Regions from separate parts of the Sus scrofa genome. Here region 1 is linked to region 2. The links are chromatin contacts, called in public Hi-C maps. All regions are on one chromosome and are shown on one strand. Each heading gives the region's core, a stretch centred on a gene start, on an enhancer-like site or on the middle of the called end of the contact. The rest is flanking DNA. Distances are from core to core; before and after follow the strand shown. Region 1 has its middle 34 kb from the start of CREB3L1. Region 2 overlaps AMBRA1 (activating molecule in BECN1-regulated autophagy protein 1).

The links. Hi-C and Micro-C count contacts between places; a contact is called where the count stands out from the background.
Region 1: a Hi-C map of skeletal muscle shows a contact between it and region 2, with 2.5 times the contacts expected there. The contact joins two enhancer-like sites. A contact is called at or near these places in 4 of 47 Hi-C or Micro-C datasets (liver, mesenteric adipose tissue, retroperitoneal adipose tissue and 1 more).

Annotation. Positions count from the first base shown.
Region 1 is chr2:16,252,814-16,256,846 of Sscrofa11.1, forward strand. No RefSeq gene overlaps it. Among named protein-coding and RNA genes, the nearest start is that of CREB3L1, 34 kb to the left of the region's middle. Within about 2 kb of position 1,493, at least 35 of the 83 cell types and tissues checked have an H3K27ac peak or open chromatin away from gene starts, as enhancers often do. A contact at or near this core is called in retroperitoneal adipose tissue and skeletal muscle, where this site is marked.
Region 2 is chr2:15,960,991-15,964,651 of Sscrofa11.1, forward strand. All of the region lies in intron 1 of AMBRA1 (activating molecule in BECN1-regulated autophagy protein 1), which reads left to right. Among named protein-coding and RNA genes, the nearest start is that of AMBRA1, 27 kb to the left of the region's middle. Within about 2 kb of position 1,856, at least 31 of the 83 cell types and tissues checked have an H3K27ac peak or open chromatin away from gene starts, as enhancers often do. A contact at or near this core is called in retroperitoneal adipose tissue and skeletal muscle, where this site is marked.

The DNA of each region.
Region 1 (4,033 bases), core at 243-2,742, 290 kb after region 2:
GATGAGGATTAAGGAGTCAAGACACAGAAAGGGTTCAGCATAAAACAAGCACCTAATACACTGTAGCTATTTTAAAAATAGATCCTTTTTATCTATCTGCTCCTTCCTTAACCAATTCTCTAGTCCTATTTTGGAGAAGGACAGAAAGTTATCTGTTCTAATGGATGATTTTTGCCCATTTGGCATCACCAAAGGATCTATGAGAAGGGGAGACGAGGTGGAGTTTTACCTGGCAAACAACAGGGCCTTTTAATGGGATCAGTGTTCTTTTCTCTCAAAAGGTGACCAAACGAGCAGTGCAGGGACAGGGAAAACCTTGAAGACAAAGAAGATGGGGAGGAGTGGTCAGGAAAATCAAGCCCAGGGCAGAGGTGAAGTTGCCAGCTACCAGGAAAGAAAGGTTCCAGCTTCGGGGTTTTGAGGTTACTGCGCCTGCATGCTGAGGCCCGCCCGCCCCGCAGTCTGGTGACCGTAGGACCCGAGGCGCGTGCGGCAGCGCCCTCTGCCGGCCACGCCAGGGCAAACCATCAGCTCTGCTGCTCTGCAGGTGGGACCCGGGATCCCTCCCGCTGCCTCCGCCCCCGCTCCATCCCTTCCCAGGACTGCACAGCCCGGTCCCAGATCAGATTTCGGGAGACGCGTCTCTATCTGATGCCTTCGGGCTGAGCAGGATGATGCTCGGAAACATCCAATTCACCCGGGGATCGGAGGCCGCGGGAAACCACCCAAACCCAGGAGAGGCTGCGCCTCTTGGGACCCGGGGCCAAAGCCTGCTGGGCTGTCGGAGGTGGTTTGGAAGTGGCATCGCCTTTGGCCAAGACCGCGGGTTCTGCGGACAGAGAGGAGCCCTGGGTTCGCTTTCTGCCTCATCTATTTTCAAGCTAGGTGACCTTGGGCAAGGTACTTAAATTTCCCTGTGCCTTAGTTTCCTCATCTTTAAGATGGAGAAAATGATCCCGACCTTAGTGGGTTGACATGACGATTACATGGGATCAGACTGCCTGGGTTGGAATTCTGGCACTGACATCAGCTAGCTGTGTGCCTGGGGCGAGTTACTTAACCTCTCTGTGCCCCTGTTTCCTGCAAAATAGGGATAATAACGGTACTTACCTCCGAGGGTTGTTGCCTGCAAAGCGCTTAACACAGTGCCTGGCACAGAGTAAGCGCTCAATAAATGGTGGCTATTGTGGTTGTTGTCGTTATTATTGTTCTTAAGACCGCTGAGCACAGGAGCAGAACTCTAGCTGGCGGCTATTATTAGTCTCTTTCTTGGGTCCGACTATTTCTTTCCGGGCATTGTTAAAATCTTTTACCCGGCGCTTGCGTCCTTATCAGTAGCCGAAGGACAGCCGGCCTTCCCGAGTTTGGAAAATCGAGGTTCCCCTGGAGTAGGGCCAAGAACGCGGCCGCGGGCTGCAAGGACCGGGACCTCCCGGGAGGATGCCCGCGCCACGCCGCCTCCACCCGTGCCTCCATTAGCGCGCGTCAGAGCCGCAGTGACGTCGCCAGGTCCGCGGGCGGTGGGGAGGCGCGGCCTGGACACGCGGGAAGCCTGGGGTGGCCGGGATGGCCGGGGTGGCCCAGCCGCGCGGATGCCCTGCTGTTCCCGGCGGCTGCAGCCGAGGCAGCCCAAGGAGCTGCGGGAAGGCCCTGGCCGGGGTTGGCTCTGCAGCGCCTGCCGACGCCTCGCGCACCCAGGCTCCGCCTGCAGCCCGGCGGGGAGGCAGGAGATGCCGACACCCGCCCGCGCCCCCAAGTCCGCCCAGCCCCGCGCGGAGCTGACCTCCCGGGGCGCTGCTCAGCGTCGGCGTGGTCCTTCCCTTCCTGTCCTCTCTGGCCTGCACCCGCCCCAATCTCATTCCTTCTGGTCCCCACCGACCCACTCAGTTTCTTCTTCCTCTGCCCTCCTCCGGACCAACTCATTTGCCGCGAGTGGTTAATAACCACCCACAGGAGGCGCCTCCCACTCTCAGCTCCATCCGCAGTGCTCGGCGCGCCCATCTCTTCGCTGGCGGGACAGTTCCATTTGGCTTGCCCTGCACGCACCTCCAACTCGCAGCGTCTGGCTCCTGTAATTGTCCATCTCAGTGATGGCACTCCCAATCACCCCATCATCGCAGCTGCCTCGCATCCCCCCCACCCCCAGCACCTCTCCAGGCACTCTCCATTTCTCCATCCTAATTCCAGCCAGCTTGGCTTAGGTGTCCCTCTCTCATTGGCTATTAACAAATTCTCCTCAAAGAGCTCCCTGCTACACTCCCGCCTCCTTCAAATCCATCCTTCACACACCGCCAGAATCTACAATCGTGTCTGGCCATGCCTTTCTCTGCTTAAGGCTGCCCAGCCTGGGACCCCCCCAAGCCCACTCTCCTCTGCCATTTTCTATCGGACACCTTTCGGAGCTTGTCTTGGGTGTTGGACCCTGCTTGAGACCACCTGACCCAAGGTCTTGGGTATCTTTACTGCTGTTGAACCCCTTCAAAGGAATTTACACCTTTCTCCCCCTCCTCCTCCAGTTGGCTTCCTCTTACTCATTCTCCAAAGCTTAAGATGTGAGTCACCTCTGCAAGACCGCCCTCCCTGTTCTGCTGTCCAGCAGAGTGACATGTCTCTGGGTCTCCAAAGCTTTCTATCTCGGCACTATAGTGGTATTCGGCATAAAGGCCTGACCTTTCCAGAAGGCCTATGAGGCCTGTATGGTTGGTGCACCATCCCCCACCCCACCCCCAACTCAGCTGCGGCCACACTGGGGGTCTCCCTTCCTGGTCAGTGTTCACCCTCCCACCTCCCACCCTTTGTGCAGCCTCTCCTTCCTGCCTGGTGTGCTTTTCTGCCCTTCCTCACCGCCTAAATTTTTGGCTCTCATCCTAAGTAAGCATCGTTTCCTCAGAGACCCCATCCTTGACCCCTCCCCACCTCACCCCCAATTCAATCAAATTCTCCTTTGATTGATCAAAGCATATAAAAAACACACAGAGGAGTTCCCGTCGTGGCGCAGTGGTTAACGAATCCGACTAGGAACCATGAGGTTGCGGGTTCAGTCCCTGCCCTTGCTCAGTGGGTTAACGATCCGGCGTTGTCGTGAGCTGTGGTGTAGGTTGCAGACGCGGCTCGGATCCTGCGTTGCTGTGGCTCTGGCGTAGGCCGGTGGCTACAGCTCCGATTCAACCCCTAGCCTGGGAACCTCCATATGCCGAGGGAGCGGCCCAAGAAATAGCAACAACAACAACAAAAGACAAAAAAAAAAAAAAAAAAAAAAAAAAAAAAAAACACACAGAGAATAATACCCTTAACACGTGTTAATTCTTTACCCTTCCCCTGCTTACCCCCCACCTGCCAAGGCTTAACATTTGCCGTATTTTCCTCAAATCTTGTTTAAGGACATAAAACGTTACAGATCTAGGTTGAGCCTTCTGCACCCATTTCTGCCCCCTGCCTAAGGTACTCGCTCTCCTGCATTTGGTGTTCATCAGTCCCATACATGCTTTTGTATTTTTTTTCCTGCATATGTTTGTGCCTGTAAACACTTCATAGGCTTGTTTGGCATGTTTGTAAACTTTGAAGAAATGGCATTTACTGGATGTATCATTGTGTAACTCACTTTTTTCACTCAGCATGATTTTGAAAGGTAACCACACTGATACATGTAATTCTGGATCATACATTTTCACTTCTGATCAGGGTCCCTTTGGATGAGTTCGCCACACTTTACCCATCTCCTTCGGGAGGACATTCAGCTTTGTTTTCACATCATTTTCTGTTGTTAGAAGCAATGCTACAATTAATATTTTTAAAGACCTATCCCCTTCTGTGAAAGTGAACCCCCCAGGGTAGATGCTTGGACGTGGAATTGCTGGGCTCTGGGTGTGTGAATTGGCAGCTTTGCTGGGCATGGCTGAACAGTTTTTCAAAGTGATTGTACCAATTTACACTTCGATAGCTGTCTAAGAGTTCCTGTGCTTGGCTTCCTCAACAACACTTGGTAATGTCAGACTTTAAAATTTTTGCCAAGCTGGTGGGTGTGAAATGGTAT
Region 2 (3,661 bases), core at 606-3,105:
TCTGTAGAAAGTCCTCTTAATGAAAACAAAGCTGCCAGTTGTAGAAAACCCTGTGTATTTCCACCCACATGGAGTTTCTGAAGAGTAGGAGGCCACTTTTAGGCCTCTAATTAAAGGCCTGACATTTTGTTGTTAATTTTCCAGTTGTTGGAAGAACTCTACTTATGCAAGTGATCCTAGTTTTAGTATTTGAAGGATTTTTTGTTTCTTTTAAAAAGTTAACTTTGGATTGGATCCGGTATATGTAATTTTGGAATGTATATTGGTATTACATGGCTGATTTGACTCTTAGACTTTGCCTACATGGGCATAGTGAAGTGGAGAGAGATGCAGTTACTCAAATAAATGAGGTTATTGGACTCCATTTTCATAGTCCCTTCCAGGTCGAATAACTTTCTGATTCACTTCCCTGGAATGCTGTTGGTAGAGAGGATTTGGTGTCTGAATTATTAGCCAGGTTTTGTAGATAAAGTTCTAAGTTGTTGGTTCTGTTTTTTGATTCACTTTTTATGTAGAAGTAGCCCAAACTTATTTAATTACTTTGGTTATACAGATGAGTACTTTTCCTGAGTACTTTTTACTTGTTTGGTAACAGCCTTTGAGATGTTTCTTAGAAATCTGCTACTCTTGAGAATTGTGGCATTTCGGGTCTCAGGGGTTTTAGTTGGCTCTGTTGTTTGTTGAAGGAAACCATAGTTAACCCTGAAGAGGATTCAAAAATAATGACAACAATAGCAGCAACGGTGTTAATGCTTCACCACTCTTTTCTTTTTTTCTTGGCTGTGCCTGAGGAATGTGGAAGTTCCCAGGGCCAGGGATTGAACCTGTGCCACAGCAGCAACTCAAGCCTCTGCAGTGATGCCAGATCCCTAACCCGCTGTGCCATAGGAGCACTCCTCCACCACTCTTTTTTGATTTCAGTAACCTCACAACAACATGATGAAGCAGATACTGTGATTGCTGTTTACAAAGGAGGCAGCTAAATCTCAGAGAGGTTAAGTAACTTGCCCTAAATCATATTGCTAGACAGTGGAGTGAATAGCATAAGATGATCAAATTGCAAGGGGAACCTATACATCTATAACTTGTGTTTCTACTGGGTTGTGTATAATCTCTAGGTGATTTTTTTTTTTTTTAGTGGTTTTTAAATTATATTCTAGGATTAAGCAGAGAAAACCTTTCAAGGTGATTCTCTTCTCATTGTTACGGAGGGAGAGGTGGTTGGAAATGGGGTGGAATCTTAGCATTTGTGTAATGTACATATCCCAGGCACATCCTTTTGGTTGTACTTATTTAAGACTTTAGGTGATTGAGAATTGATTCTGGGGACTGTGTAATGGTATCACAAAGACTATTCTTGGCACCCTTTGTCCCAGTCTGGTTCAGGGACAGATTAGGAAACTTATTTCTTCCTCCTTTTTAAAAAGAAGAATGAAAAACATGTTTGACTGGCACTTCCTCCTCAGCAAGAGGCCTGCCTGACTACAGTTTGATTTAGTTCCTTTTGTTCTTTGTAGAGAACAAATAAAATTTCTACTCAGGTGGCTGTAAGGAGTACATCAGGAGAAAGTTCCTTATCTTTTTAAAGAAGCAGAGCAAATATTTTTCTTCAGACAAAAGAGAGACTGTGCAGTTGTTTTAGTCCTATTGACTTCTTGCCATCATCAGACTTTGTCTTGTTGGAATTTTTAGTGTGTTTAGGTCCTTGGGAATTGGTAGACAAGCTCTTCGGTAGTCCTGAGCTTTAGTTTTTTCTTGATAACTGCTATTTGCAGCAGCTCTTTCCTTGTCCTTGTGATTCCTGTAAGAACTTCAGATTGCATCACAGTTTTCTGAATCATACGATGTTTGTGACCTATATTTTCTTCTTCCTCTTGAGTAACATGAGGTCAGAAGGTCAGATTTTTTTAGGAATTGGATTGCTGCTGTTTTCAGCACATGTTATAAGATTATAAATGATTTATATGCATTTCTTTGAAAGTACTTTTACTGTTACACTGTGGGACAAAAGACCCTCAAAACTCATTTCTGCTGAACTTCTCTCTAAATTAGGTAAAAGAATGATTGGCTCCCAGAAAATTACAGACTCAGTTAAGGGTTAAGGTGAACAGATGGGAACTATATTTCTGCCACCTTCCGGGTTCGTAATTATTCAGCTGTGTGGCAGTTTTGTTTCCAGACTTTTGATCTTAAACCATGAGTTGTCAGGGTCATCAAGGAGATTATTTCCTTCCAGTTAGTTCATCCTTAGTTTATTCAGGAGGTTGGCCTTCGGTGTGTTGACATATTCAGTGTGTAGATATTTATATCGTATGCTACTGGGGGTGAAAACTGTATTATGAGTATACAGGCTTGAGTTTGCAGTCACCCATTAGGGAACTTGGTGCTGTATGTGACTGGCAACTTGGAGTTATGTCTTTCTATAGAATCTTTCTGACTTTTTATGTTTTAATATTCCAGGGAAAAAAGCTCTTAGCACAGGTGATAAATATATTTTTCCTTCTGTATTTGGATGCATCTAGTTGTGTACTTTTTAGATTGTAGCCTTTCATGAACTGTAAAGAGCTGATTATTGTTTGATTTTTTATAAGTATTTATTACTTTTTAAATTTAACAACTGAAGAGAACACTGCCTTTCCTGATGATTAAGTCATCTATGATCCTACCACCCAAAGGTAACCATGGTTTAATACTTTTTCTATTTCTTTTGTATTATTAGTCTCAAAGATTTTTCTTATATCACATTGTGTATATAATTTTGTATTTTGCTTTTTTTCACTTAATGTGTTTTTTCCATATCATTAAATATTTAAAATTAAATTTTGAATAGATAATTTTAAAAATAAAAATGGGAGTTCCCAGCATGGCTCAGTGGAAACGAATCCAGTTAGCATCCATGAAGACACGGGTTTGATCTCTTGCCTTTCTCAGTGGGTTAAGGATCCGGCGTTGCTGTGAGCTGTGGTGTAGGTTGCAGACTCAGCTTGGATCCCACGTTGTTGTGGCTGTGGCGTAGCTCTGATTCTACCCCTAGCCTGGGAACCTCCATATGTCATGGGGTGCGGTGCTGAAAAGACAAACAAATAAATAAATAAATAGTAAAAATAACATAAAACAAAAACATTGAGAAGTCTAGCTTTTGGAATTCCCATTGTGGCTCAGTGGATTAAGAACCTGACTAGTATTCATGAGAATGTGGGTTCGATCCTTGGCCTTGCTCAGTGGGTTAAGGATCTGGCATTGCCGAAAGATGCAATGTAGGTTGCAGAAGTGCCTTGGATCTGGTGTTGCTGTGGCTGTGGTGTAGGCCGGCATCAGCTGCTGCTCCGATTCGACCCCTAGCCTGGGAACTTCCATGTGCTGCAGGTGTGGCCCTAAAAAGATGAAAAACCAAAAAACAAACAAAAAGAGGAGTCTAGTTTTCATCTTTGTCTCCATTCACCTTTTTCCCTCAGTCCCTAATAAGTGACCATTAATTTCCCCTTGCTTTTCCCTCTTCTGAACACTGTATCTTGTAGATCTCTTTTATTGGTACCCAGAGAATCTTGCTTACCCTATTAGTCATCTCTTCCCCTTCATATGGACACTTGGGTTGTCCCCAATTTTTGCTGTTACAAACAATAAGAGGTAGTAATTAAAGGGAAAAAATAAAGTGTTTACT